7 separate regions of the Mus musculus genome follow, and all the other regions are linked to region 6. The links are chromatin contacts, called in public ChIA-PET, Hi-C and HiChIP or PLAC-seq maps. All regions are on one chromosome and are shown on one strand. The core of a region is the stretch at or near the end of the contact, and the rest is flanking DNA. Distances in the headings are between cores, read along the strand shown. Region 1 holds the start of P2rx4 (purinergic receptor P2X, ligand-gated ion channel 4). Region 2 holds the start of Aldh2 (aldehyde dehydrogenase 2, mitochondrial). Region 3 holds the start of Mapkapk5 (MAP kinase-activated protein kinase 5). Region 4 holds the start of Anapc5 (anaphase-promoting complex subunit 5). Region 5 overlaps P2rx4 (purinergic receptor P2X, ligand-gated ion channel 4). Region 6 holds the start of Ppp1cc (protein phosphatase 1 catalytic subunit gamma). Region 7 holds the start of Camkk2 (calcium/calmodulin-dependent protein kinase kinase 2, beta).

The links. A called contact is a pair of places that touch in the nucleus more often than the background predicts. ChIA-PET counts read pairs in DNA pulled down with a chosen protein or histone mark. HiChIP or PLAC-seq counts read pairs in DNA pulled down with a chosen protein or histone mark.
Region 1: a contact with region 6 is called in an RNA polymerase II ChIA-PET map of memory CD8 T cells, with 13 read pairs. The contact joins the promoter of P2rx4 here to the promoter of Ppp1cc in region 6. A contact is called at or near these places in 3 of 39 promoter capture datasets (the C10 cell line, liver and neutrophils), 1 of 484 Hi-C or Micro-C datasets (cortical neurons), 5 of 115 datasets of contacts at active chromatin or transcription factors (bone marrow-derived macrophages, embryonic stem cells, memory CD8 T cells and 2 more) and 2 of 9 other capture datasets (embryonic stem cells and liver).
Region 2: a contact with region 6 is called in an H3K4me3 HiChIP or PLAC-seq map of bone marrow-derived macrophages, with 5 times the contacts expected there. The contact joins the promoter of Aldh2 here to the promoter of Ppp1cc in region 6. A contact is called at or near these places in 3 of 115 datasets of contacts at active chromatin or transcription factors (bone marrow-derived macrophages and embryonic stem cells).
Region 3: an H3K4me3 HiChIP or PLAC-seq map of the 230-238 cell line shows a contact between it and region 6, with 11 read pairs. The contact joins the promoter of Mapkapk5 here to the promoter of Ppp1cc in region 6. A contact is called at or near these places in 2 of 115 datasets of contacts at active chromatin or transcription factors (the 230-238 cell line and bone marrow-derived macrophages).
Region 4: a Hi-C map of erythroblasts shows a contact between it and region 6, with 6 times the contacts expected there. The contact joins the promoter of Anapc5 here to the promoter of Ppp1cc in region 6. A contact is called at or near these places in 1 of 39 promoter capture datasets (pre-B cells), 1 of 484 Hi-C or Micro-C datasets (erythroblasts), 3 of 115 datasets of contacts at active chromatin or transcription factors (large pre-B cells, memory CD8 T cells and pro-B cells) and 1 of 9 other capture datasets (liver).
Region 5: a contact with region 6 is called in an H3K4me3 HiChIP or PLAC-seq map of bone marrow-derived macrophages, with 3 times the contacts expected there. The contact joins the enhancer-like site here to the promoter of Ppp1cc in region 6. A contact is called at or near these places in 3 of 115 datasets of contacts at active chromatin or transcription factors (bone marrow-derived macrophages, large pre-B cells and memory CD8 T cells) and 1 of 9 other capture datasets (liver).
Region 7: an H3K4me3 HiChIP or PLAC-seq map of embryonic stem cells shows a contact between it and region 6, with 8 times the contacts expected there. The contact joins the promoter of Camkk2 here to the promoter of Ppp1cc in region 6. A contact is called at or near these places in 3 of 115 datasets of contacts at active chromatin or transcription factors (embryonic stem cells and stem cell-derived neural progenitor cells).

The regions. Positions count from the first base shown.
Region 1 is chr5:122,705,408-122,709,495 of GRCm38.p6, reverse strand. It overlaps P2rx4 (purinergic receptor P2X, ligand-gated ion channel 4), which reads right to left and starts at 1,952. Exons shown (of 12, transcript NM_011026.3): 1 at 1,709-1,952. The coding sequence starts at 1,842.
Region 2 is chr5:121,592,048-121,595,720 of GRCm38.p6, reverse strand. Aldh2 (aldehyde dehydrogenase 2, mitochondrial) reads left to right here and starts at 1,897. Exons shown (of 13, transcript NM_009656.4): 1 at 1,897-2,359. The coding sequence starts at 2,240.
Region 3 is chr5:121,544,025-121,548,262 of GRCm38.p6, reverse strand. It overlaps Mapkapk5 (MAP kinase-activated protein kinase 5), which reads left to right and starts at 2,371. Exons shown (of 14, transcript NM_010765.2): 1 at 2,371-3,098. The coding sequence starts at 3,063.
Region 4 is chr5:122,819,378-122,823,123 of GRCm38.p6, reverse strand. It overlaps Anapc5 (anaphase-promoting complex subunit 5), which reads left to right and starts at 1,782. Exons shown (of 17, transcript NM_021505.3): 1 at 1,782-2,144; 2 at 3,437-3,516. The coding sequence starts at 1,974.
Region 5 is chr5:122,724,579-122,728,730 of GRCm38.p6, reverse strand. It overlaps P2rx4 (purinergic receptor P2X, ligand-gated ion channel 4), which reads right to left. Exons shown (of 12, transcript NM_011026.3): 6 at 4,057-4,137; 7 at 3,600-3,741; 8 at 3,365-3,501; 9 at 1,440-1,533; 10 at 1,267-1,332; 11 at 891-986; 12 at 1-444. The coding sequence ends at 418. It also overlaps a transcript of Camkk2 not described here. Among named protein-coding and RNA genes, the nearest start is that of P2rx4, 19 kb to the right of the region's middle. Within about 2 kb of position 2,555, at least 15 of the 459 cell types and tissues checked have an H3K27ac peak or open chromatin away from gene starts, as enhancers often do. A contact at or near this core is called in bone marrow-derived macrophages, where this site is marked.
Region 6 is chr5:122,156,746-122,160,506 of GRCm38.p6, reverse strand. Ppp1cc (protein phosphatase 1 catalytic subunit gamma) reads right to left here and starts at 2,232. Exons shown (of 7, transcript NM_013636.4): 1 at 1,892-2,232. The coding sequence starts at 1,946.
Region 7 is chr5:122,777,959-122,781,651 of GRCm38.p6, reverse strand. Camkk2 (calcium/calmodulin-dependent protein kinase kinase 2, beta) reads left to right here and starts at 2,242. Exons shown (of 17, transcript NM_001199676.1): 1 at 2,242-2,400.

The DNA.
Region 1 (4,088 bases), core at 703-3,202, 550 kb before region 6:
CTGCTCTTCCGAAGGTACTGAGTTCAAATCCCAGCAACCACATGGTGGCTCACAACCCCCTGTAATGAGATCTGACGCCCTCTTCTGGTGTGTCTGAAGACAGCTACAGGTACTTAATAAAAATAATAAATAAATCTTTGGGCTGGAGCAGTCAGAGACTGAGGGAGTGGGTTGACCGGAGCGAGCAGAGGTCCTATATACAATTCTCCACAACCACATGAAGGCTCACAACCATCTGAACAGCTACAGTGTATTCATATACATAAAAATAAAAAAAAATCTTAAAAAAAAAATAGATACTGGCCAGGGGTTTTTCAGGTACTGGTGACTGAATGACTCCAAGGCCTCATGCTAAAGAGGACGTTTTTTGGAGACAGGGGCTCACATAGCTCAGGCGAGCATTCTTCTGCCTCAGCCCCATGAATACTGGGATTGCAGACATACTGATTACTGCCTCCTCCAGCTTCAGCGAGTCTTATCTAGTGTCTACCGCTTCCATATGGTGGAAGCTACAACCTTGTGAGCGGAAACTCCTCTGCATTCTTTTGAATGCCCTTAGGCGGTCTGAACAGATTCCAGACCTAACACCAAAGCAGGAGACCTGTTGATTTATTATTTAGTTGGGACACTGTAATAATTCTGGTTGTCCTGAAACTATGTAGACCAGGCTGGCTTTGAACTCATAGATATCTGCCTACCTGTCTCTCACCAGTGCTAGGATTAAAGGCTGTATCTTAGGCATTCTTAACCATCTCTCTGGGCCATCTCTCCAGCCACCTGTGTACCTATTTCATATACCTAAGGCCACACAAAGCTTTCTCAGGTGAGTGTGGTCAGGCACAGAGGTCTTACAGCTCTGAGTCAGTTTGTGAATTGGCAATCTATCTGTGTTTTTTGTGGATTCCTAAGTGACTCCAATGTGTTGTTTGGGGACCCGTGCTTTAGGCCCTTTAGTAAGAAAACAGATCCACCTGTCACGCTAGCAGCTGTTGACACTCGAATACCTTGAAATTGGGCCCAGGAGGCAAGGTAAGGTTCACCATCTCTCCTGGGGTGTATTACAGCCTTACAGGTGCATCCAATTAAAATTAAACGTTTCATAACGCCTAGTGATGGGAGGGTATATATAAACAGTAATGAAGAGCAGAGTTTAGAATCAAAATCAGGCGGGTACTCATATTCCCAACCAATCCAACAAAACAAAGGAAGTGACCTTGGGACACTTTTGGGAAGTGTGACATCTCAAGGGTACTGGGTTATCAGAAGCTTCTTAAGGTAACAGAAACCACAGACCCAGAAAGTACCGAATGAAAACCACAAGCCTTGGTTTCTGTCCGAGTTTGAAAAGGAACCGAAGAGAAGTCCGTGACGCACAGAGTTAAGCCTTCCCTGCCCTGCCCCTCCACCAAGCCAAGGCGCAGCATGAAGCAAGTCGGGAGGGAAGGATGCGAGAAAGATGGGGTGACAGTCTAGCTAAGACGAGGCTTAGCTCCCAGGACGTCCAGTAGTCCCCAGTGTCCTGTTCAAGCTGGTTCCAGGTGGCTTGGCTAGAGCCCGGCGAGGGCGTGTCGCCGCCCCTTGAACTCGGGGAGGAGGGGCTTGGCCGGCTCAGCTATTGCCCCAGACCCAGAGAGCGAGCAAGGGGGCGCTGCCAGGTCCCGACAGTCTGGGTTGCCCCCAGCCGCGGCCCCTCCCCAGGCCCGCTCACCCAATGACGTAAGCCAGGATGAGCAGCTGCACCACGCGGTTCATGAGCCCCACTTTACGGCTGCGGATGAGCACGATGCGCGGCGTGTCGTACTCGAACAGGAAAGCCCGGAGCACGGAGCAGCAGCCTGCCATGGCTCCGCCGCCCGCTGCTCCGCGTCGTGGCCACCGCGGGTCGCCTTGTCGCTGCCACCACCACCACCGGGTCCGGGCAGCAGCCCCGCCCAGCAGCTCGGCCCGGAAATAGGCGGCGCGCGACCTGAGGAGCGCGTCTCCTCCCCCTCTGCCACCCCAGGGTGACGCCCCAACTCGTGACCCTCTCAAAGGGACGATCTAAAAAGCAAGAGTGGTATAGCACTAAGGGACGAATTACCTCTGGAGCAGGGAGCAAGGTCAGCTCCCGGAGGGACAAGGATAATGACGCCCTCAGGCCTAGGATTGAAAGGCAGACAGTTGAGTTCTGTTGCAAAGGACAGCTCTGCGGTTCAGATATAGGATAACGAGCCGTGCGCCAGGGGAACTTGGATAGGAGTTACATTCCTAGAGGACCCGAGTGCTGAAGAGTCAGTCCCCTGACTGAAGGAGGCAAACTTGATCTGGATGTAGTGGAGGGAGCCCCGCTGTGCTGCTTTATGAAACTATAGGGTGGGTGAATAAGTACCTGGTGTACTAGGATGTCTGCAGAAGTCAGCCACAAATGCCACCATATACCCCTCTTAGGCCTGAAGCCGATCCATGTCCCTACCCCTAGTCAGATAACTGTCGTAGTTGCACCTGAGAGGAGGCAACAGCCAGCACCTGGGGGGTGGGGGGGGGTCCCTGTAGCCATCTTGCTATTGAGAATGGCTTACCGCAAGCTTAGGGAGAATTGGAAAAATTCAAGCCCGTGGGGAGACACCATTGTTAAGGTCACATATATCCATTCCCTTCCGAAGTTTTTTTAATAGGCGTTTTATATTAAGTGTAACAGATACATCCAAGTACCCTTATACCAGGTACTGTCCAGCAAGCATAGTGAGAGCATCTCAGCCCTGTGCAGTATAAATATAGCAGGTAATATACACAAGGCTTGAGGTTCTAATCAGACTCCTCGCGGTTCTTTTCATTTTCTGCTCCATGCATCTTTTATTTCATCTGAGTTAGCTTCAGCTTCTGGTCACTTGGCTCCATGGATCTGAGAGAGCATGGTGGACCTTACAGAAAGGCATGGGGACAAGGTGTGTCTTTCCACCACCAGGTCCCAGGGAATTAGTTATTCCAGCTGGCTTCACCTCCTTTGTACCGCCTCCCAATGCTAAGATAAGATTTGCCGTTATGTCATAGCTCCCAATGTTAAGGTCTCTCAGCATCCAGTCCCCTCTCAGCATTATCTCCCACGTAGGGAAGAAGCCTTCAACACATGAAGGTTTGGGAAGAACTCTTCATACACAAGTCATAGTGCCCTGTTACCAGCGACTCATCACGGGATTTGAATGATTTTGAGTTTTAATCTAAGGCCTAGTGGGAAAACATGCCAGCCTGGTGTGGTGGCACATGCCTGTTATCCCAGCAGTCCGAAAGCAGAGCTGGGAGGATTGGCACAAGTTCAAAGCCAGCCTGGTTTATATACCTAGTTCTAACTATAGAGTGAGACCTTGTTTCCGTCTATAGTCAGTGAGTAGGATAGATGCTGCCAAATTTGACAACCTGAGTTTAATCCCTAGAACATAAGTGGTGGAAAAAAAGAGAACAAACTCCCACGATTGTCCTCCAGCGTGTGCGTGCCCCCCTCCTAGTACATTGTTTGAGAAAATTCTGAGACAAAAGAATAAATATAAGCCATGTGATATTTCCTTAATTCTTCTTGACCACTACTCTCTATGTCTTACTGGGTCATCATCCTGAGTTTCTCACACGCAGGACAAAGGCTCTGGCGTGACATCTCCAGCCCTGACTGCTTCTTATTTTGTAATACCTATTTGATTTTTTTTTCCCAAGACAGGGTTTCTCTGTGTAGCCCTGGCTGTCCTGGAACTCACTCTGTAGACCAGGCTGGCCTCGAACTCAGAAATCCGCCTGCCTCTGCCTCCAGAGTGCTGGGATCAAAGGCGTGCGCCACCATGCCTGGCTTGATTTTTTTTAAATGTATTCATCTTTAAAGGATTTATTTTTAATTATGGGTACTTGTGTGCATGTGACGTGTGTCATGCATATGTGCAAGAGGACACCGGATCTCGTGGAACTGGAGTTGTGGGCAGTTGTGAGCTACTTGATGTGTGTCATGAGTAGTTTTATAAGTCTTACAGTTTTTTTTCTCTATCCCAGCTAGCTTTCAAATAAATGAGACTGAAACTATTAGATTTATTTAATAGGCTTTACAGTATAAGATCTAAGCAGCTCTT
Region 2 (3,673 bases), core at 648-3,147, 560 kb after region 6:
CAGGTTGACCTTCAACTCCTGATCCTCCTGACTCCACTTCCTGAATGCTGATGTTACAGGGCAGGTACCACGAGAAAGTAGACTTTCTTAAAAGTCTTTTTTTGTTTGTTTTAGGTTTTTTTTTTTTTAATTTTATGTATATGAGTGCACTGCCGTTGTCTTCAGGCACACCAGAAGAGGGCATCAGATGGTTCTGAGCCACCATGTAGTTGCTGAAAATTGAACTGGGGACCCCTGGAAAAGCAGTCGGTGCTCTTAACAGCTGAGCCATCTCTTCAGCCCGAAAGTAGACTTTCAACACATTCTTGATTTGTGATACTTCCAACCTGAGAAGAGTTAAAGGCCACACCCAATCATAAATGGAGGAGGAGCCTGTATATAGCACTATCAGTATTTAATTAGGAAATGTCCCATGACTTAGTGGCTCTACAAACCGGGGCATTATTTGTAGTCCCCCAAGATTGGAAGCCACCTAAATGTCACCCATAGAAAATTCTTTAAATGGTAATGGGCCTGTAGTCAATGAGACAGCAAGTAGCCCTTTTACAAACAGTGAATGGGGACACCTTCCTGCAGGAAATGGGTGTGGAGATTCACGATCCACATTTGGCAAGGCAAAATGGTTTACTTCTGCACAAGGGCGAATTGCCACGCAGAACAAGCAAACACACCCAGAGGGCCCCTGCAGGTGAAACTTTTGAAGGGATATATATATATACATATATATATGTATGTATGTATATATTGATGGCTAGCCGGAACTCATATGTAGACCACCAGGCTGGCCTCGAGCTTTCTAGAGATTTGCTTGCTTCTACTTCCTGAATGCTAGGGCTGGAGAAATGGCTCAGAGGTTAAGAGCACTGACTGCTTTTCAAAAGGTCCTGAGTTCAAATCTCAGCAACCACATGGTGGCTCACAACCATCAGTAATGAGATCTGACATCCTCTGTGTGTCTGAAGAAAGCTACAGTGTTCTTAGATATATAATAAATAAATCTTTAGACTGAAGCCAGCGGGGCCGACCTGAGCAAGCAAGCAGAAGTCCTGAATTCAAATTCCCAGCAACCACATGATCGCTCACAACCATCAGTACAGCTACAGTGTACTCATAAACATAAAATAAATACTTCCTGAATGCTGAGATTAAAGACCCAGACCCATTTTTCTGCTGTTTTTCTTTTTTAATTCTGAAAACAAAGGGGTCCTGTGTGTCTCTCTGAGCCAAGCTTTCATTCTGACCTGATTGACTAATACAGAGCTGCACAGTCTCCAGGGAGATATGAAATTCGAGCATATCTTTTGGATTTCTGTATGTGCAGACCCCCGGGGGGAATCTGGAAGTCTGCTCAGTGGCTCCTTTTTAATTTCTCCCAACAGCGTTCTCAGTTTCCCAGATTCCTTTGCACCTACGGTGGGTCATGTGACCAGCCTGTGAGGTCCTTAAATGCTTTTTTCCTCATGTTTTGTGCTAACGGTGCGGAGTCCGGAACAACTTCAGCTGTCCGGTGCTAAAATGAGAGGCACACGAGGAAACGCGCCCAGACACCTTGTCTGGTCACTGGCTATTACAGCGCGGGTGACAATATCCTTCGAGTCACCAAAGCAGGGCGATGCTCATACACAGCAGTCTCCTCCTTCTGGGTGCTTCAGAAACAGGCTGGGCCTCAGCTTCCAAGGGCTCCACCCAGTTTGGGGCTCCTGGGTTTCAAAACACTTCTCTTTGCACTACCCAGAAGCCCCTGCCAAGATTCTCACCATCTCCTTAGCCTAGTGATGCGTTCACCTGGTTGAAAGGCACACAAGTGACCAGGCGTCCACGTCTCTTTCTAGCCAATGACGTCCTGCACCTCAAGTGCCCAGTCCCAGGCTGTTCATGGAATAACCGCATTCATGAATTCTCTTCGCCGCCATATCTGCACAGATGTGAGCCTTAGGCGCCAGCCACCCTGCTAGGAGCGCACACCACTCTGGCTAGGCTTTCTCAGGGTTCTGCAAACTCCATCTCTGACTTGGCTTTGGGAGCCAGGGGTCGCGCCCCTTAGGCCGTGAGGGGCTGGGACTCCCTGACCACGCCCCCGTGTCTCCGCCTCCCATTGGCGGCTGCAGGGGGCGGAGGCGAGGACTTGTTCTTCAACGCTGCAGTCGCCCTCCGATCGGCAAGGCTTCTCTCGGCTCCGTTCGGCTCGGCTCGCCCATTTCAGTTCAGTTCGGGTCAGTTAAGCTCCGCTCAGTTCAGCATGCTGCGCGCCGCACTCACCACTGTCCGCCGCGGACCGCGCCTGAGCCGCCTGTTGTCCGCCGCCGCCACCAGCGCGGTGCCAGCCCCCAACCATCAGCCTGAGGTCTTCTGCAACCAGGTGAGACTCACTTCGCCTCCTCGGGCCCTAGGGCGGGACGGAGCGGGCGACGCGGCCTCAGTTTCCCCTCCGCGCCCAGCGATCTTTGCGCGCGTCTTCCCTTGCCCATGTGGCCGCAGTGTGTCGCCTCTCGGCCTGGGACAGTCCTGGGCCTCTTTACCCCGCATCGATGCAGCCTGCTCCTTCCCCGCGCGGTCCGGGTTCACCCAGGAAGGCCCAGCCGTCCCAGCTCCTCTCTGCGAGACCTCCCATACACCCCTACCCGATTCACGCAGACCTGAGCCAGAGTTCAGAAGCAAAAGCTGGGTCAGGACCCCTCTGTGGCCGCTCTTACCCAACCGGGACTTTGGAATGTTGTCTTAGCTTTTTGAGTTTTGGTAAAGTCTGGAATCACATGAAAGAACGTGGTTGTGAAGTATTCTTTTTGTTTGTGCAACAAGTGGGACTTGGCTGCCCTCTTCTGTAAAATGGGAAAGCAGTCAGGGCTGATATCTTGATGTGTTATTTTGAAAGAAGATCTCATTTTGTAGCCAAGGCTGGCCCGGAATTCTGTGTTCTTCCGTCAGCCACTCCCACCCCACTTTGGATTTGTGCAGGCCAGACACGCAGCTACCACCTCCGGTCTTCAGCTTTCTCTCTACTTTTTCTTTGAAACAGGATCTCACTAAGTTGTCCAGGCTGGCCTTGAACTTGTAATTCTCCTGCCCCAGGCTTCCCAGTGCTGGGCGACAGTGATCCCATGTCTCTTGATACTACAGGGCCTCGTGCACTTGGCACTTGGTGTGAGCTGCAGTCCGGGTTCCCCAAAAGTCCCCTCCCCCAACCTTTGTGCAGGGCAGCGTCCTAAACAATTCAGTCTTTAACCCATAAGCTTTAGAACTGGGAGTTTGATGCTATAACTATCCCCACTACACAGCTCAAGAGACTGAGGTCTGGTCAGGTTCCTAAAGAGCCAAGTTAAGGTGAAGTCTGGGTTCTTGTCTGGGATTCCAAAAGTAAGCCCTTAGCCAAAACATTCCATGGTCTCTTGCAACTCTGGGTAGGAGCAGTGGTCGGATCTCATGTTGAACGTGGACATCCTCCAGATGGACTGCTGACCACCGGTGTTGTAGCCTTAGCCTCTTGCTTTCTGCAGTATGTACTTCCAGGACCTGGCAGCCATTTACACATGCGCAGGACCTGTTTGAAAATGCCCATGAGGAGTGCTACAAGGAGTCAATCCAAGGGAAAACAAACAAACAAACAAACAAACAACCCATCTTTTGCATAATACAAGCTGTAAATTTCAGTAGCTGCTGGTTTTTTAACTGGCAG
Region 3 (4,238 bases), core at 1,122-3,621, 610 kb after region 6:
TGGAGGGCTCACCTGTGATCCTGATCTTGAGGCTGGGAGATACAAGTTTCTGACCTGGACCTTGCCATGGAGATCTTGAGGCATAGTGGCTATGAAACCCAGGAGACTAAGGCAAGGTCTCTGAGTTCACGGTCATCTGGGACAAAGCAAGCCCCAGATCCAGGTGTGGTGGTACACAACTTTAGTCTGGGCCACCCCTTCTACTGGAGACCTGCATAAGATATTGGAAGAAGGAGGATTCTCTCTCGCTCTCTTTCTTCTTCATCTGCTTGCCTTGTGGGACTAAGCACCTGCTAGATCCTTGGACTTCCATTCACAGCTGCTGCTGACCATTGTTGGGGGTTGGACTGCAGACTGTAAGTCATCAACAAATTCCCTTACTATATAGAGACTGCCCCTAAGTTCTGTGACTCTAGAGAACCCTGACTGATACAGCCTGCTTGACTTGGTTGACAGAAAGCTCTAGGAACTTTTCCTGTACTTTTTCCCGTACCTTGACCCCTGGGAATGTGCGAGACTGGGGTTGCTCACTCTCCTTTTTTTTTTTTTTTAACTTATTTATTTATTTTATGTATACGAGTACACTGTAGCTATCTTCAGACACACCAGAAGAGGGCATCAGATCCCATTACAGATGGTTGTGAGCCATGATGTGGTTGCTGGGAATTGAACTCAGGACCTCTGCAAGAGCAGTCAGTGCTCTTAACCTCTGAGCTATCTCTCCAGCCCCTCACTCTCCTTTTGAAGCATGTTTATTGTGAGCAAGAATGTAGACACAGGTAGTTGGTATAGCAAGGTATGTTGTATTAGGCTGCTCACCTGTATGACATATTAGCAAAAGGTCAGGTGCAGTCTCTAATAGTGGCCTCTGATTCAAGGGTCAGGATCCTGGGGAAGACTGTCCAGCTGCAGGGCCGATGAAGGTCTCTCCAGATGTGCAGAGCATTGCTCTTGTCTCTGTTTAGGTACTGTCCAGTGGAGGCCATGGGGTTCTAGGGCTGTGTCTGGTTATCTTGGGTCACTGGGTTCTGGTTATCAGGTGCAGCACTGGGTGTAGTGGAGTTCCTAACTAAGCTATTTTTTTCAGGTTTACCGGCTTTTTTTTTTTTTAAATATGCTCATTACATTTGGTTAATCGAAAATCTGAGGGATACCCCTGGGTGACTCAATTTAACCCATGTTTTTACCTTGGTTGCACGCCTGCCATGGGTTCCAAACTGTCCATTCCAAAGGACATACCATTAGCCTGGCTGAAGGCTAATCTAAAAGAGCTCTCTATGGGGAGACCTCAAGACACTAACTTGCTCAGCTCTTGGTCCCAATCTAGCCTCCATGCACATTGGACAAAGGCTACTGCTGGCCAAAACTTGGAAGTTTTGATTTTAATATCTAAATTGATTTAGATAACTTCATAAAACGAAATGGGAAGTGGCCTGAGGCCTCTCCCCCCATATTTCTGCATTCTTAACACCCTTACTATATAGGCTCCTCGAAGCCAGCTTTTTCCTCTGGTAGAGGAGTCCAACTTCCAGGAGGAGGACTGTGCCCCCTGCTGTGCGCACCAGTAATCACAGTCCTGACTGTTAAGAGGTCAGGCTCCCATCTCTCTTTTGCTCCCTGTCTGTTCCTTTGAACTGCCTCAGAAATCTAACAGAAAGGACGTGTACTAAACTCCTTTGTGTATACTTTGTGTACTCGTCTCTTATGACTCTCTCAGGGATACGCTTCCATTTAAGTAATCGTTAATAAAACCTTCAGAGCCGGGCGGTGGTGACACACGCCTTTAATCCCAGCATTTGGGAGGCAGAGGCAGGCAGATTTCCGAGTTCGAGGCCAGCCTGGTCTACAGAGTGAGCTCCGGGACAGCCAGGGTTACACAGAGAAACCCTGTCTCGAAAAATCAATTAATCAATCAATCAATCAATCAATCAACCAAACCTTCAATTCTGCTTCATAAACTGGCTAGTCCTAAAACCGTCCGCATGGAAGCCAAGAACTCGTTTGTCCCTCCTTCCCGCTTCTAGCATCCTCGGGATGCTGAGATGGCTGCAGCAGGCAGCAACATCTCCGACCCCGCTAAGCTGACAGGACGAGCACGATCCGGTTGGTTCCCACACAGCCAGATTTCTGTATGTCCCACGTTACCATCCCACTTCCCAGCCAACTCCTTGGCTGCATCCACAGGTTTCGCTCAAAACACAAGACACTCAGCAGCGGGCTCCCGCGCATGCGCCCTCCCTGCATTCCGCTTCTCTTTCGGCAGGCCAGGCCTCGCGCCGTCTTACGTCATTCACCCAGCGCCACGTCAGTGGAAGGCCCGGGGGCCTGTGCTGCGTGCGGCGCGCCCCGGGGACGACCCGGCTGGCGCCTGCACATCCACCGCGCGGCTCGGGAAAGCCTCAGAAAGGCCGGCGGATGCCGGCGAGAGGCGCGCGGGGCTGGGTGGTCGCAGAGCCCCGCGGCAGCATGGCTGGCGTGAAGCTGCAGAGGGTGAGGCGCGGGCGGGCGGCCGGCGGGCTGCCCGGCGCAGGCGTCCCGGCGATGTGTGGCGCTGGAGCGGCAGTGGGAGCGGCGGCGGCGGCGGCGGCGGCGGCGGCGGCAGCGGCGGCGGGCTCGGCTTCGGCTTCGCTACGGTGCTGGTGCCGGCGGCGGCGGGGAAGGCGGAGGCGGCGGCGCAGGCTTCTCCTCAGGAGCTGGCGAACCCAGGCCTAAGCGGCGGCCCCGCCAAAGCCCCGCACGGCGCTCCAGGCCGGGCCCCTCCCCGCCTCGCCCTGCCCCGGGAGCCTGCCTCCCCGGCCGGGGATGAGGCCGGGAAGCGGCTGCGCGGGGCCCAGCACAAAGGCTTGTCCCCAGGGGCCGCCGCCGCTGCCGCCGCCACCGCCGCCACCAGCTTAGAGCCGCCTGCGGAAGCCGAGCCGGCACCCGGACCTTCATCCCCTCCGCTCCCTAGGGGCGGGCGCTGCCCGTCTCCCCGAGCTCCGAGCCCTTTGCTTCCTCGGCTGCCAGGGGACGGGACAGCCGCGCAGCCTCCGCCGCTTCGGGCTGTGGGAGCCCAGCGGAGCATGTCGGAGGACAGCGACATGGAGAAAGCCATCAAGGTAAGCGGGAGATGCAACCCGTACCCTGCTTTGTCGACAACCGCGATTCCGCTCATCGTGGGCCTTGGGAAATAGAGAGAATTTGAATGGGAGGTAGAGGTTCTAGTTCCTAGCATCTAGTAAGTTCGGTTTTCGGCCTCCCGGGGAAGGGGACCGCATTTGAAGGCCCAGAGTGTTGGCTTGTGTAGGGTGGTGTCTCCGATTCCCTCTAGCCTCCTTGGTTGATGCAATTTGTGCTCAGCTAGAACGAAGTTGAGTAGTGTGGAGATACTTCATATGAGTGGGATATAAGAGGGCTTCTTAGGACTCTCATGTTTCCATCACCTCCAACTGTGTCCATTTGCATCTTGGTGACCCACTGCGACACTTGGCAGTGGCTCTGACCCCTCCTGATGGCTCTGAACCAAGCCTGTTTGAGACCTTCAACTTCAGGAGTTGCTTTACCTTTGCCCAAAACCTGCCCTTTGGCTTTTCCCTTCTCTGTGCGTTCATTTCCTTCTGTTCTCTTGTCTACTCTCAAGAATCAAGAGTTTATTTCTGAAGAGTTTAAAGCGCCCCGTATTCTAAAACGACCCCAAATGGGACTGGGAATATAGCCAGCTGGTAGAGTACTCACCATGCATGAACCCTTGGGTTTGATCCCTTGCACTGCATGAAACTGGCACGGGGAGGGGTCACCCCCCCCCCCACACACACACACGCGGGAGGATCAGTAGTTGAGGATCCCAGCCAATGCTGTGATTTAATATCTGGCTCAGAAGAGGAGCCTCAGTCCAAGCCTGGTGACCAGAGTAAGATCCTTAGACCCACATGGCTGGAGAGCACCAACTCTGGCAAGTTGCCCTCTCATCTTTGGAGACACACATTAAAAAAAAAATGAAATAAAAAGTTCAAGGTTGTCTTTGGCCACAAAGAGTAAAGAGGCCATCATGAAACTACAAACTCTTTTCTGTTTTTTGTTTTGTTTTGTTTTGTTTTTTTCGAGGCAGGGTTTCTCTGTGTAGCCCTGGCTGTCCTGGAACTCATTTTCTGTTTGAGGCTGGCCTCAAATTCAAAGATCCACCTGCCTCTGCCTCCCTGAGTGCTGGGATTAAAGGTGTTTGCCGCCGCCACCACCACCTACTAAAGTAGAGTTTGTTT
Region 4 (3,746 bases), core at 533-3,032, 660 kb before region 6:
CAGCAACCACATGGTGGCTCACAACCATCCGTAATGAGATCTAACACCCTCTTCTGGTGTGTCTGAAGACAGCTACAATGTACTTACATATAACAATAAATAAATCTTGGGGCCAGAGTGAGCAGGGCCAGAGCAAGCAGAGGTCCTGAGCTCAATTCCCAGCAACCACATGATGGCTCACAACTATCTGTACAGCTACAGTGTACTCATATACATACATAAATAAATAAATCTTTTAAAAAACTTTAAAAAATAAAGAGCTATGAAAACTACTGAGAATGACTAATCACTGATAATATTTTTATTTTAAAATACTTATTTATTTTTATTTTATTTGTACGAGTACTTTGCCTGCATATATATCTCTGTACCACATGGCTGTCTGGTGCCCGCAGAAGCCAGAAGATACTGATGGACCATGTGGGTTCTGGGAACCAAACCCAATTTCTCTGCAAGAACAGCAAGTGCTCTAGTGCTCTTAACAACCGGGCTGTTTCTTCAGCCCTGATAATAATACTTTAAGCTCTAGAGAACTAAGTGTCTTGAGAAATACAGATAAGTAGAAGGGGCATTGTGAAAAGTCAGACTGAAAATACTGTAGACCGGGGGTTGGTTTTAAGAGCTTCATTTACCTGATGTTGGACTTTGTAGTGACTTAGGTGGGATACAGATATCCATTCACAAGAAGGTGGTCTTACCTTTTGTTTCACTATGGGTATCGCACTTGCAAACTGACACGTAGCTGCCTACAAATGGCATTTGTGAGATGTTGAAGAAAAACATGGGCTCTTGTCCTTACAAAAGGAGAATAAGGACAGGCATGGTGGCTCCCTACTGCTAGTAGGGAGGCAGAGGCAGGTTCTACAAAGGGCTGCATGGTGACACCTTGTATCAAAAAAATTTAATATGAGTGAAAAAAATGCTTTTTGTTTTTGTTTTTCTAGACAGGGTTTCTCTGTGTAGCCCTGGCTGTCCTGGAACTCACTCTGTAGACCAAGCTGGCCTTGAACTCAGAAAAGAAATCTGTCTGTCTCTGCCTCCCACGTTCTGGGATTAAAGTCGTGTGCCATCATTGCCTAGCGAAAAAAAAGTTTTTTGAGGCAGGGTCTTCTTAACTATGCAGACCTAGCTGGCCTGGAACTGGCTTTATAGACCAGGTTGGCCTCGAATTTATGGAGATGTGCTTGCCACTGCCTGTGCCTCCAGGTTGCTGGAGTAAGAGGCAGGGAGCTATCACATCTAGTATGCAAATATAATTTAAACATGCCAATTTAATCCCATTGCTTTTAAATACAATGATTTAAAAATGTCTTTTGGGCAGGGTAGATCATTCAAATCATCTCAGCTATTGTCGCGAGTTCAAGGCCAGTTTATGCTACTTAGTAAGTTTTTTTTTTTTTTTCTCCAAAAGGGGAGGAGCATCGCTTCAGCTGAAGGTCTTTGTTAAGAGAGCTTCCCTGGTATACACATATACAGGCGAGGTGTCTTGTTCAATTTCGTGTACCGCTAGAGGCAAAGATGCAATTAAATGGGGGCGAGAAGGAAGATCAAATTAAATAAATACACGCGTGGCCTGTAGTTCACGCTGTCTCTGATCAAAATCCCTGCGTCTTCCTCCCAGATCCCTGTCCACGTCGACTAGGAACCTGGTCGCCTTGGTTGAGCGTTTCTGTAGGGAACCGATTTGCCATAACACCATTTATGTCCCACCCCCTCCCCTACCCCCGCTCACTACAGGTTTGGCTGTTTTGATTGGCTGTCAGTCTTCCTTCTGGTCTTTGATTGGTCGAAGGCACCGCCGGGGTGGGAGAGGGACACTGAGGCCCCCGCTACTGTGGGAAACAGTCTTGGGCGGGTTAAGGTGCCGGGCGGCTGCAGCCATGGCGTAAAGGCGGCTCGTGGGCGCGGCGCGTGGCAGGCCTGGAGAGGGCCTGTCCTTGCCGGCGTCCACGAAGAGCCAGGACTTCAGCCCGATGATGACCAACGGGGTAGTGCACGCCAACTTGTTTGGCATCAAGGACTGGGTGACGCCCTATAAGATCGCCGTCCTGGTGCTGCTCAACGAGATGGGCCGCACGGGCGAGGGCGCCGTCAGCCTCGTGGAGCGGCGGAAGCTCAACCAGCTGCTCCTGCCCCTGCTGCAGGTGAGGGGCGCCCGCTCTTTCCCGCCCATTACCGCACGCGCGCGCGCGCTTCGCGTGGGCCCCGCCCTGAGCTGGAGGGCAGGGAAGGTCCAGCCCCGGGGGAGGGGCCCTGGGGGCGGGGCTTCATCTTGTCACTGAAAAAGAACACTAGCAACTGCATGATATTTCATCCTAAGCTAACCGGCATGGTTTAACTCTTTTCCTATAAATGATAAGTTTTGAGGGTTTTTTTTTTTGTTTTTGTTTTAACATATAGGTTCTTTTAGTTTGGTTTGTTTGTCTTTTTTTGTTTGTTTTTGGGTTTTTTTTGGTTTTTCGAGACAGGGTTTCTCTGTCCTGGAACTCACTTTGTAGTGGTTTGTTTTTCTTTTTTTCTAACTTGTTTATTTATTATATGTAAGTACACTGTAGTTGTCTTCAGACACCCCAGAAGAGGGGGTCAGATTTCATTACAGATGGTTGTGAGTCACCATGTGGTTGCTGGGATTTGAACTCAGGACCTTCAGAAGAGCAGTCAGTGCTCTTAACCGCTGAGCCATCTCACCAACCCGTGGTTTGTTTTTCAAGACAGGGTTTCTTTGTGTTGCCCTGGATGTCTTGGAACTCGCTCTGTAGACCAGGGTGGCCTCCAACTCAAGAGATCCCCCTGCCTTTGTCTCCTGAGTGCTGAGATTAGAGCTGTATACCCAGCCATACAGGCAATCTTAAAATAGTATATGTCAAATACAATTTCCCAAGAAGTCGAGTTGGGTTACCTACATCTAGAGTGGTGTAAACACTGACTTTCTAAAAATGGCCCCAGTGAGTAATTTTAAACCTTGTCTAGAGAAGGCTCTGCTTCTGGGTTAGCCTTCCTTCCCCAGTTCAGAAAACGATGAAATGTGTTTATACTCAGGAGAACTAGAGCACCCACCTTTGTATAGTGCTTCCCGGTGTGCAAAGCCTTTCACAGTCTCCCACTTAACTTTTCCACAGACAAAGGAGATAGTGATTATTAAGTCCATTTAACTGATGGAGACGGGCTCAGCGTTGCCTGTTAAGAGTAACAAAGGAAAGAGAGCCTTATCCTATAAATCCTGTTCATTTTTCTTTCTCCTTTTTTTTTTAATAGATTATTCCATTGACTAAAACCAATCTACAAATGTGAAGTATGTCTTCGTATTTTGCATAGTCAGGAAAATCCTGATTCCATGTGTCTCGTTTGGAATGATTGATAAATGACTCTTTTCAGTCGTTTCTCAGTCCGAAGCTCTTTGCCCGTTATCTCTAACCTTATTTTCTCCTTTACACAGGGCCCAGATATTACACTGTCAAAGCTGTACAAGCTAATTGAAGAATCGTGTCCTCAGCTGGCAAATTCAGTGCAGATCAGGTGAACTTTCTCTCTGCAAAGGGCTGGGTGAAGATTACCAAGGAGTGGGGAGCAGTTAAGTCTAAGATGATAGGGGCGTGGCTCTGTTGGTAACGTGCTTGCCTCTTGTGCACAAGGCCTGGGTTCCATGCCCAGCACTTTAAACTAGACATAGTGGTCCACAGCTGTAACCCATGCCTTTGGGGGCTAGAGGCAGGAAGAACAGAAGTTCAAAGTCCTCCTGGGCTACA
Region 5 (4,152 bases), core at 1,306-3,805, 570 kb before region 6:
TCCATTGTGTGTAGTGTGCAAATGACCCCCCCCCCATATGCACAATGAGATTAATAGGGTTTCTTGGATGTCTTGGAGTTTGAGGCCAGCCTGAGATGTGTACAATGAACCTGTAAAATGTAAAAATGCCGGAACTCCCGTGGGAAGTGGGTGCTGTTATGGACGTGTGGGATTCCAGCACCCCTGGAGGTTGAAGCAGGAGGATCTTGAATCTGAAGCCCATCTGAGCTGCAGAGCAGGACCCGGGCTCAAAACCCACAAAAAAACAATACAAGACGTGCTCGGGCAACCCTGAGTATTTGTGGAGTGGAGACCGAGTGAGACTCTGGAACCGTCTCTAGAGTGACAGACGCAGCAGCCAAGTCTCCCATATTTCTGCATCACAGGCTGAGTGGGATTGAAATGTAGGGTTAGGCATCACTGGTCCGTCTCTCCGGAAAGACCCTGCGAAGAGGGGTAAACGAGTGACTACCCAGCCCGTGTTGCCACCAGATCCCCAACCACCTACGGCAGGCAGCGGCTTGGTGCCTCTCCTGAGGGCTTGTGGGGAGATCTTAGCAACAGAGAGGTCTCCAGTTAGTTCTAGAGAGTCTCACAGTAAGGTACAAAACCCTCGTTCTGAGGATGAATGAAAGTACCATGTGGATGGAGATCCATTGTCACAGTCAAGGTGTGACAGTGATAAATAGAAGGTAAGACACAGCTGGGTTTTAAAGAGGGAGTCTATCTGAAGAGAGGAAAAGCCATGCTACTACAGGTGTAACTGCTGGGGTGATCAGCTGACCCGTGCCAGCCTCGGTAGAAGGGCCTTTGCTCGGTGCTCTCCGTGGGGACAAGGGACAAAGGCAAGACGCTCACACTTCGTGCCTGCGCTGGGTACAGGTGCTTACCTGCTCGTAGTCTTCCACATACTTATATTTCTTGTCCCGGTAGTAGTATCTCTTCTTCATACAGTAGAGGACTATGACGTCACACAGCACGGTCGCCTGATTTAGCACAGAATAAACCAGGATGCTTTATAAGACCCCCTTCCTCTGAGATCTAACCTACCAAGGAGGAATGGCATCTCCGTTTCTCTGCATCAGACTGGACTGAGACCAACCGGCTTGGTCTCAGAGGTGGGATTTCTAGGGAATCTTTCTCCTCACCCCAAACGGCATCCAGTCTAGAGTCAAGTCTGAGGTTTAGGGGAAGGCCAGCGCTTGCTCACTAAGCTGCTGACGAGTAAGAAAGGTCCAGACAAGGAAACCGCTCTAAAACACTCACCACCCCTAGGAGCGCCAAGCCAGAGCCAACATTGATCATGGTTGGGATGATGTCAAACTTGCCAGCCTGGCGGAAGACAGGAGGAGAACCAAAGTGTTCTAATGGGGGTGATGACAGAAAATAGGACAGTGGGAGGCTTTCTCTCTCCAAGCAGGGTTCAGAGGAGGGCCTACCTTTCCAAACACGATGATGTCAAAGCGGATGCCATATGCCTTGGTGAGTGTGCGTTGCTCATTGCCAGCAAGGTCCCTGTAGTACTTGGCAAACCTGGAGGAAAAGAGGGTAGGGTGGAGAATAAGTGCAGATCTTGGGGTCCCAGGCAGGGACTGTTAGCGCAGGACCCAAGTCCCTGAGCACAACTTGTCTTGGTTAACGAGTTGCTCCAGTGGCTTCGCAGACACCAAGCACCCTCCCCCCCCCAGGTCAGCCTCCTAGTTAATGTGAGGCAATGTAGCAGGAGGAGCCAGGACCCCTCCCGGAGGAGCAGAGGGACTCCTCTGCCACCAGCATCCTACCCCAGGATGGGAGCCCTTTTGCTCTGAACGGCCTTCCTGATGATACAGCTGGGTCATATCATCATCCCCTGCCTCTCTCCAGGGGACCCTGTGCACTAACAGAACTTGTCAGCCAGTGGGGATCTACAAGACTGCATGGAAGGATGGGGACTGAGCCAGCCCCGGGGCTCACAGCCCGGCTGGAGCTTGGCTCCAGGTGGGATACACCACGCCTCTGGGCTCCCCCCCTGGCTACCACCTGCCATTTTAGTCTCATTGGCTGGATTGAGATACACAATTGAGATAAGACACCAACTCAGCTCACCCTCCAGGCTACAGAATGCAAACCAGGGAAGTCTGTAATCCCAGCTGTCCCGGGAAACTAAAAGGTCAATTAGTTCCTAAATATGCAATATGGAGATTCTCCGAAGAAACCTTGCCCCTATCACCGCTCTGCCCGGCCCCAGCCTTAGTTAGCTTTCTATCAGAATCTCAAGTCTGGGATTTATCTGTGCCACAGCTTCTATGCTATTGGTCCAGGCTTGGGACCCTCAGGTGAGACTGGTGCTGGCTACGGTCTGGGTGTGTGTGAGATCCGTCAACTTCTCAGTTCTAGGATTCCAAGCTTTAGGTCTCCACCGTGGCCCCTAAGAACCCTGAGACAGAGACAGAACCATACAAATCTGACCCCACCCTGGTGTGGGGGTTGGGGGGAGTTCGAATAGCTGCCCTAGTCTCAAGAAAGCCTTCTTACTACCCCACGCAAATTTGATACCACAAGCTACCACTAGAGGGAGTCAAGGGCAACTTTGAAAACTGACCTAGCAAATAAATGCTCGTTAACTGTACACAGGATTTGGCTGCTTTTGAAAAATGGCAATGGTGTTCCCAGGCCTCGCTCACATTCCCAGGTGTCCTGGATTTAATAGTGTCCCTTCTCAAATTCATCTCCACCTGCAAAGGTGATCTTATTTTGCAGATGTAATTAGTTAAAGAGAGGTCATGCCAGATTAAGGTTAACCCTAAATCTAATGTTCTTGAAGAGAAGATCGAACCAACCCGGTCTACACAGCAAGTTCCTAGCCGTCCATAAATAGAAGAGAGAAGGTGGGTGTGGCGGGTGCACACCTCTAATCCCAGCACTTGGGGTGATGGTGGGGGTTCAGGAGTTTACGGCATCAGACCGCAGAGTTCACAGCAACATAATCCTACAGACTTCTGGTTTCAGAACTATCGAAGAATAAAATTCTGTTGTTTCGAGCTGTTCGGTGTCATCTGTTACTAGAGCCCGGGGAAACAGATACAGCAGCATCTTCAGCTGGCTAGTTTCAGTGCAGCCTCTTTTTTTTTTTTTTTTTTTTTTTTTTTTCTTTTCGAGACAGGGCTTCTCTGTATAGCCCTGGTTGCCCCGGAACTCACTTTGTAGACCAGGCTGGCCTCGAACCTAGAAATCCGCCTGCTTCTGCCTCCCAAGTGCTGGGATTAAAGGCGTGTGCCACCACCGCCCGGCTCAGTGCAGCCTCTTATATTTTAGTGAGACAGGTCTCAGGATGTGCCCTGGGCTTGAACCACATGTACGCATCCTCCCAACGCGTGAGCGGTACCTGAAATTGTAGCCAGGAGACACGTTGTGTTCTAAGTCCCGAGTGTCGAGGCGCCGGAAGGAATATCTGGGCAGGCAGTGGGAGGCAGCTCTGTCAAGGTTGCAGTCCCACTTGATCTGGATACCCATGATGCCTCCCTGTGGGGAAAGCAGGGGAGGCTTTCGGAACTCAAGCTCACGCTGGGGCCGGGATCCTGGGGCAGGTAAGATGCGAGGAAAACCATGCTGGCACCTACCTCCACTGCCATCTCCTGAAAGCTGTGGCCCGCATCCGCCACGATTTGGCCAAGACGGAATATGGGGCAGAAGGGATCCGTCCGCGCATTATAAATGCACGACTTGAGGTAGGAGGTGGTAATGTTGGGGAGGATATTCCTCCTGAAGTAGGGGAGGAAGCAGAGAGTCTGAGCAAGGGCAGCTTCGGGGAGAGCCAGAAGTTCTTTTTTATAAATCTTTTTTTTTTTTTTAATTTTATTTATTTATTATATGTAAGTACACTGTAGCTGTCTTCAGACACCAGAAGTGGGCACCAGATCTCGTTATGGATGGTTATGAGCCACCATGTGGTTGCTGGGATTTGAACTCAGGACCTTCGGAAGAGCAGTCAGTGCTCTTAACCGTTGAGCCATCTCTCAGCCCCCAGAAGTTCTTTTTAAGAGGCGCGTGAATGCCTATTGCCCGGCCCCCACTTACTTGCTGAAATTAAACTTGGGGTACCAGATGTTGTTCTTTACCAAGAGGGTGAAGTTTTCTGCAGCCTTTAAAAAAGCTGGCCTGGAAAAGGAATTG
Region 6 (3,761 bases), core at 983-3,482:
CCAGCCTGGTCTACAAAGTGAGTTCCAGAGAAACTCTGTATACAGAGTATACAGAGAAACCCTGTCTCGAAAAACAAAGACAAAAAAAAAAAAAAAAAAACCAACAAGAAAAGGGGGTGCTGGGGGAGTGAAGTGATGGTTCAGCCGCTAAGAGTGCTTGATGTTCTTGGAGATAAACTGGGCTCCATTTCCAGCACCCATATGTGACAGCTAACAACTATCTGCAACTCCAATACCCAAGGACCCAATGCCCTTTTCAGACATTCATAAGGGTAAGACATGCGTACGGTGCATGCATGTGCGCGCACATGCACACAAACAAAATACATACAGAAAATTTAAAAAAATAATTAAAAGAGGGAGAAAGGGAAGCTGGTGAGATGATTTAGTCAGTAGAAAATCTGCTTTGCAAGCCTGACCTGAGATTGATCCCCAGAATCCACACAAAGACGCCCAACTACCCTCTAACCTCCTCACGTGTGCTTTGGTCTGTATGTATGCACACACTGCATAGGAAAAAAATAAGTCAGGCTGAGTGGCCTATAAAATCTAGTATGTGAGACGAAGCAGAAGGATCAGAAGGTTAACTCAGCTCTGGCCCCTGAGAGAGACCCTGTAATAAAAGGAGGCATGGTAATAAAAATGCCTTTAATTGGGGAGGGAGAGGAAGAAGGATCTGTGAGTTTGAGGCTAGCCTGGTCTACACAAAGAGTGCCAGGATAACCACGACTGGAGAGACCATGTTTTAATGAAACCAAAGCCAAGAAACCCTATGTAAACAAAACATTAAAGAGGAGGCAATGCTCTGGGCAGTGGTGGCCCAAGCCTTTAATCCGTGCCCTAGGGAGGCAGAGGCAGGCGGATTTCTGAGTTTGAGGCCAGCCTGCTCTACAGAGTGAGTTCCAGGACAGCCCCAGGACCATACTGAGAAACCCTGTCTTGAAAAACACCCCCCCGCCCCCCGGGGAAATGCCCAGATTTTAAAAAGACACCTTTTCCCTTTTCTGTCAGTGATTTACTTGAAGACATCTACCACCAGAATTGCGCAGCTGTCCACCACTCCAAAAGTATTTTGGGCCAAAGCAAGCTAGTGTCAAGAGCCCAAATCAAGGTTACTGGATCTTCTCCTCTTTAGCTTCAGCGGATGTTGTGGGATCTGTGATTAGCAGGATCCAGACCTATGTCAAATTTGAAATCTCCAAAGTAGGAAACCACACGGCAGAAACCCCCAAGTCGGACAAAAGGAAAGCTGGGTTTTTGTTTTTGAACCTCTCCTCAACCACTGGACATCCTGGGTTCCCACGGGGTGAACAGTTGGAAGGCGGCAGGTTCTCTCTAGGTTCCTAGCTACCCCGGGGTTTGAAACCTGACTTTTAACTGTTAATTCTTGGTCCAGCGAGGTCTTGGGAGTTTCTCTTGCGAAACCCACTTCCAGGATAATAACAACACAGCACCTACCTGGCGGGTGCTCGCTGAACGCGGCAGCGTCCCCCTGTCCTCAGGGACACAACAATCTGATGATCAGAGAGAGCCACACTGTCACCCGGACTGGGTCCGTGTGCGGATGCACGTTCAAGGGGGAAAGAACGCTGGAGGATGGATGGCTTTGAGGGGAGGGTGGAGGGGGTAGGAAAATGCAGGAGACGGACTCTCATCGCACTGGGACGTCGTCCTGCCAAGCCAAGTCCCTCTGATGAGTCCTTGGACTCCAGATGATAAATGTGAAAGCAAGGACAGGGGAGTGATAAAAAATAATGGGGTCCCCAAACCCGGAGGCGCTTGTATGCGCGCCCCAGATCCAAAGCGGCTTCCGAGAAAAGACCGGCCCCTCCACTGGGCCTGATCCCCCACCGGCCGGGCCTGCCCCGCCACCCACCCGCGCGCCGCTCACCTTCCAGCAGCCGTTGGATGATGCTGTCGATGTTGAGTTTGTCGATATCCGCCATCGCCGTCCCGCCGCCGACCCTCCCGCAGCAGCAGCAGCAGCAGCGGCGCCGCCGCCCGCTCGCCCCGGGGTCTCACTCGTCCTCCTTCCTCACGCCACGAGCCCCACGAGCGGTGGTGGCGGCGGCGGCGGTGGCAGCAGCAGCCGCGGCGGGTCCACCCCCCCCAGCCGCCCCGCTCCGCTCCGGGCTTCCTCCTCCTCTCGCCACTGGGAACCACGAGAAGAACAAGATGGCCGCCGACTCCTCAGGCCAGCCTCGGGCGGCGCACGGATGCGCGCGCGGGAGTGCAGCGGCCCGGCCGGGACTTCTTTACGGGCCCATAGAGCGCGCGGGAAGGGGGCGGGGCCGGCGCCGGGAAGGGGCGGGGTTTGAGCGCGTAGGGCGGGGGTGGGGCGGAGCCCGGGCGGAGACGGTTGAGCGCGACTCCGCCACCGCGCGCGGGATCCTTCCGCCAAACGGGCGGGGGAAATAGACCCCCTGTGGCGGGAGAGGGAAGTTGTGAAGTTGGCGCGCGCAAGTTGAAGGTGGACTTTGTCAGTCTGCTGCGCGCTGCGAGGCTCACCAGCTCCTTCCGGCTCTGCTGCTTGGGGACAGAAGTCTGACCGACATGGCGGGGTGGGAGTTCAACACTGAATCACCCCTCGGAGCCAATCTGGGGTGGGGTTGCTTGCCTGTGGAGAATCATAAAGAGGAGGAGGTTGGAACGTTGGGGATTCAAATACTCTGGCACATTGGTGAACAAGAAGAGCTAGATATACGGCTCCGTGGTGAGAATGCTTGTCGAGTATGTGTGAGACCTTGGGTTCAATTCCCAGCACTGGCAAAATTTCATAATACTGCAATAAAGCATCTACGATACAATATTTGGAAAAAAGAAGCCCCCAAGATAAGCCAAAAAAATGTTAATCCACTGTGAGTGGCACATTAAGTAATTTGTGTGAGCTTCTTGTGTGCGCTAATGCTCTTTTACATTTTAGAGAGAGGTTGGGAGAATTCTGTAAGGGTTGCTACTACCTATCTTTTGAATTATCTTTCTTGAACTCAGAAAGTTATATAATAATTTAAGAGATTTCCCCTGTATTTAGCCGGAGCTGGGTTGAATGAGCGTGCCGGAGCAGATAAAATGGGAATTTGCACATTTCCTGGGAGGTTGCTGTGCGTGCGCTCTGGGCCTCAGCGCATTCATCTGCTGCTTGCCTCTAGCTTCCTTGACTCCCCAGGGGCACCCCTTCACCTGAGGGGTCCCCAACTCTGCTGCCTCGCAGGCTAGCTGCCTATGGAAGAAAAATGCACACCCATCTGACCCATTTATCTCTTCCCAGTAGCACGCCAGAAAATTTACAAAATGTTCTCCCCCAGCCCCACCTCCAGTTCATGTTTCTCAAAGCAAGAGGGATGGATCTGAGGATTCCTTTCCATGAATGCCTTGCAAGGTTGTCTCCCCATAGAGAGACTCATTTTCTACAAGCTCTGTCTTCCCGTGGCCCCGCAGCATGGTGTGTGATGCACCCATCTAGATCTGAGCCCTTTTCCTGATGCTAGCCCCCGACAGTGGGGTTTCAGGATTCTCCCCAGCTCTCCTCAGCCCTCTGCTCCACTTTGCCCACTCACCAACTCATTGTCCCAAGCTATGGTTTTGCACACCATTACACAAATGGTCATTCATCACCCCAAGGCAGCTGGTGCACCAGGCTTCTTGACATCCTGGGGTCGATGCTAAGCCCTGCTGTGAATCTGTGGAGGTCAATGTGGTCTTCACTGAGTTTTTGGAATCTTGGACTCCCTCCAGGGCAGGGTAGCTTCCCAGGGACACCA
Region 7 (3,693 bases), core at 993-3,492, 620 kb before region 6:
ACTATAAATTTGGGGTTGGGGAGGGGTCTACAATACAGAAAAATACAGAACTATGTACCCACTATTCAGCATCAACTATTTTTGCAATCTATTTTACAACCATTTATAGAGGAAATAAAACAGCTATGTCATCTTCCTATACTCCCTGTCCCATTCTCTGCCCTCAATTCCTTCCTTTACTCATCTATCATTATTGTTTTGTCTTTTTGGAAGCAGGGTCTATATAGACCTGGAACTTCCTACCACCTTGAACTCATGGAGATCCTCCTGCCCCATGCCTCCCAAATACTGGGGTTAAAAGTGCCCGACCCACCTTCCTTTATTTTTATTCCATGTGTATGGGTGTTTTTCCTCAATGCATGTCTGCGAACCACATGCATGCTCTGCCTGAGAAGGCCAGAAGAGGGCGTCAGATCCCCTGGAACTGGGGTTCCAGAGGTTGTGACCCATCATGTGGATACTGGGAATCGAACCTAGATCCTTTGCAAGAGCAGCTGGTGGGTGCTCTTAACTACGGAGCCATCTCTCCAGCCCGCTTCCTTTTTTGGGGGGGAGGGGTTCAAGACAGGGTTTCTCTGTATGGCCCTGGCTGTCCTGGAACTCACTCTAGACCAGGCTGGCCTCGAACTCAGAAATCCGCCTGCCTCTGCCTCCCGAGTGCTGGGATTAAAGGCGTGCGCCACCACGCCAGGCTATCCAGCCGGTTTCCTTACCGTTACCTCCTACCTGGTAGGCAAGTCCTCTACCTCTGAGCTACCCCTCTAGCTGCCTACTTCCGTCTTGATGTCAGACCATCATGCATCTAACATGAACCGATTCTCTTTGACGTTCGCACAAGCTTGTGTCCATAAGCATACACCGTGTGGAGGTCATAGAACATGTCCCTCTTGAAATCAGAGCATCTGTGCTTGCCTCTGCACCCGTCCCTTACTGGAGAGAGGCTATTATCCACCCTCTAGGGAAGAAATGGGGAGAGTCATTAGACCCTCACCTGAGATTACAGTTGCTCCCGCCTCTCCTCCTGTGCAGACCTCCAACAGCACCTGGCCCCGGGAGATGCTAGAGAATATAAAGGGGTGGGTAAACGAAGGAGACACTCCTTCTGGCAGGTCACTGTCCATGCTGGAGATGAGTAAGCCCAATAAACCCATTGGTTCACCAAGCTGGGCTTGGATGTTTTTGATCTGTTGTCGGCGCCCTATTTTGGGTGAATAGGCATTTGTTCATGTCTCCTCAGGAAGTCAGTCAAGAGTGGGGCTTAAAAAGACACGCAAACTGTGCATGATACTGTCTCCTGCAGCTTGCTGTCTTACGCTACATGTTTTTGTTTTCCTTTTCCTGTGGGGGTACAAATAGATCTAACAGTCCTTTTAACTATTGTGTACTATTCCACTTCGTCTCGCTCCAGTTGCTACTACTAACAAATAAATGGAAGAGCGCTTAGCAGTATCAGAGGTGGTCATCTCATTAGAACGCTCATTGAGTTTATTTGTCCGGTCCTGGGGACTGTTTGTGAGTGCCCAGCCTAGAAATATGGCAATAATTTATTGAGGGCTGAAAATCGACCCAGTTGACAAAGAGCTTTGAATTCTTAGTGAATTTGACATCTCAACCCTTTGGCTGCCGGCAGAAACATGCATGCAGACAGCCACTGGTGAACATCCGAGTCTGAGTTCACCGGCCCCCCACATCCAAGGCCACCGGGTGAGCGAGCCCTTGAAATACCCTTTTTTTTCTCCGTTGTTACCCAACTGGGAGACTAAATATTTTAAGGCTCCAGCAAAGTAAACCGTCAAAAAGGGGAAGAATGTTTGGTCAGTCTTGTGGAGAGACCTAGAACTTCGCTGGGCTGTTCAGAGTGAGTGATGCATTTTAGGGCGAGCCTGCAGCAGTGGTCAGAGGGGTGGTGGCTGCGGAAGGGTTTCCCCATAATGGGCGTTGCCCCGAAATCCAGGGAGGGAACCGCCAGACGGCTCCTGGGTTTTCCCCCGTCGCCTTTGGGGGAACTTCTCCACGCTCAGGGACAAAGCGGCGTGGAGCATCTCGCAGGAACCGAGACCCACTCCCAAACTTGCGGCCTGTTCGCCCCTGCGCGAGTCGGGCCTCGCTTCCTGTCGCCTCCTTCCCCCCACCCCCCCTCCCGCCTCCACCTCCGCCCCGCCGCTACTTAAGTCTCCGCGGGACCCGGCGCGCGCGGCCGAGGCTGCGGCGGGCACGCGCGCTCCACGCCGGGTCCTTGGCCAATCAGCAAGGAGCCCGAGGCGCCGCCGCGCCGCGCGCGAGCCGAAGCCCGGGCGGCTCCTCCCGTGGAGAGCCGAACCGGACCGAGCCGAGCCGAGCCAAGCCGAGCCAAGCCGAGCCGGGGGCGCAGAGCGCGGGAGGCGGCGGCGCGGAGCCCAGGTGAGCTGGCCCGAGGCGGGCCGGGCTGAGTCGGGGGTGGGTGGGGGAGGGACGCAACCTCCCCGTGGGTCTTTGGGTCCCGGACGCGCGCGGGAGCCGGCAGACACAGCCCAGAGGCGGGCCCCGAGGGGACCCCACGTGCGCCGCCCCGCGCCCCGCCACGTGGAGGGCTGCGCCCCCTTTCCCCCTGGCCTCCGGAGCCGGGCGGCGCTTGGGGTCCGGCGGCAGGAGCCGGCCAGGAGTTCCGCACCAAGGTCCGCCGGCCAGGGCGGTCCCGGATCCCAGCGATGGCCTAGGCCACCCCTGGCGCTTGACAGGTGCGGAACCTGAGCGCGCGGGAGCGTCCCACCTCCGCAGGCTGCCAGGCACGGGGAGGACCCTGGTCCTAGGGGCTTGGACCCGAGTCTGCCCTCTGATCACCCCGACCTCACAGGCCGACTTGATCCTTTTGACCTAAATTTACCTCTGGGCTGCAGCGCGCGATGCATAAAGAGTGCCTGCCGGCTCCCTCTGGCACAGCCCTGGGGTGGTGGTGCCCCGCTATCACCGGGGCTATGCCAGGGTTCTCCCCACCCCCTGAATGCCCAGTTTGGGAAACGGGGTGTTTTCACAGCTCTGTCAGCCTCCTCCCCGGCTGCTCTCACTTGGAGATGAAGAGGTGGCACTTTGCAGGGGGATGGAGCAGGGGGTGGAGGACATCTCAGGTGCCATGGGCAAACAGCCTCCTGATCTGGGGGTGGGTGGGTCATGCTCCGCATTCATTACCCTAGATGCAACTTTTACCTTCCTCAACCTCCTCTGTGATGTTCCCCCAGTCCTGGAGTAGAAACTTCAGGTGCCCTGGGGCATTAATGATGTCTTTTACTCCTCCTCCTGACTCTGCCCCCACAGGACCTAGAGGAGGATTGCTCTGCCTCCCCACAGCTCCTTTGTTCTTTGGAAGTGGCAGGGGCTGCCGCTGTTCCCAAACCCACAGAAACTGCGGTTTCAGAATAGATCGTGCTATCAGTGTACAGAAGCAGCTTCAGTTTGCCCGATCCCCCTCCTTGTACACTCTACTGCTGTACACTTCATCAAAAATGTCATATGCCGGGCCATGGTGGCATACACTTTTAATCCCAGCACTCGGGAGGCAGAGGCAGGTGCATTTCTGAGTTCGAGGCCACCCTGGTCTACAAAGTGAGTTCCAGGACAGCCAGGGCTACACAGAGAAAGCCTGTCTCGAAAAACCACAAAACAAAACAAAACACAAAAACAAAAGAAAACCCCGTCATATGATGAGCCCCTACCTTG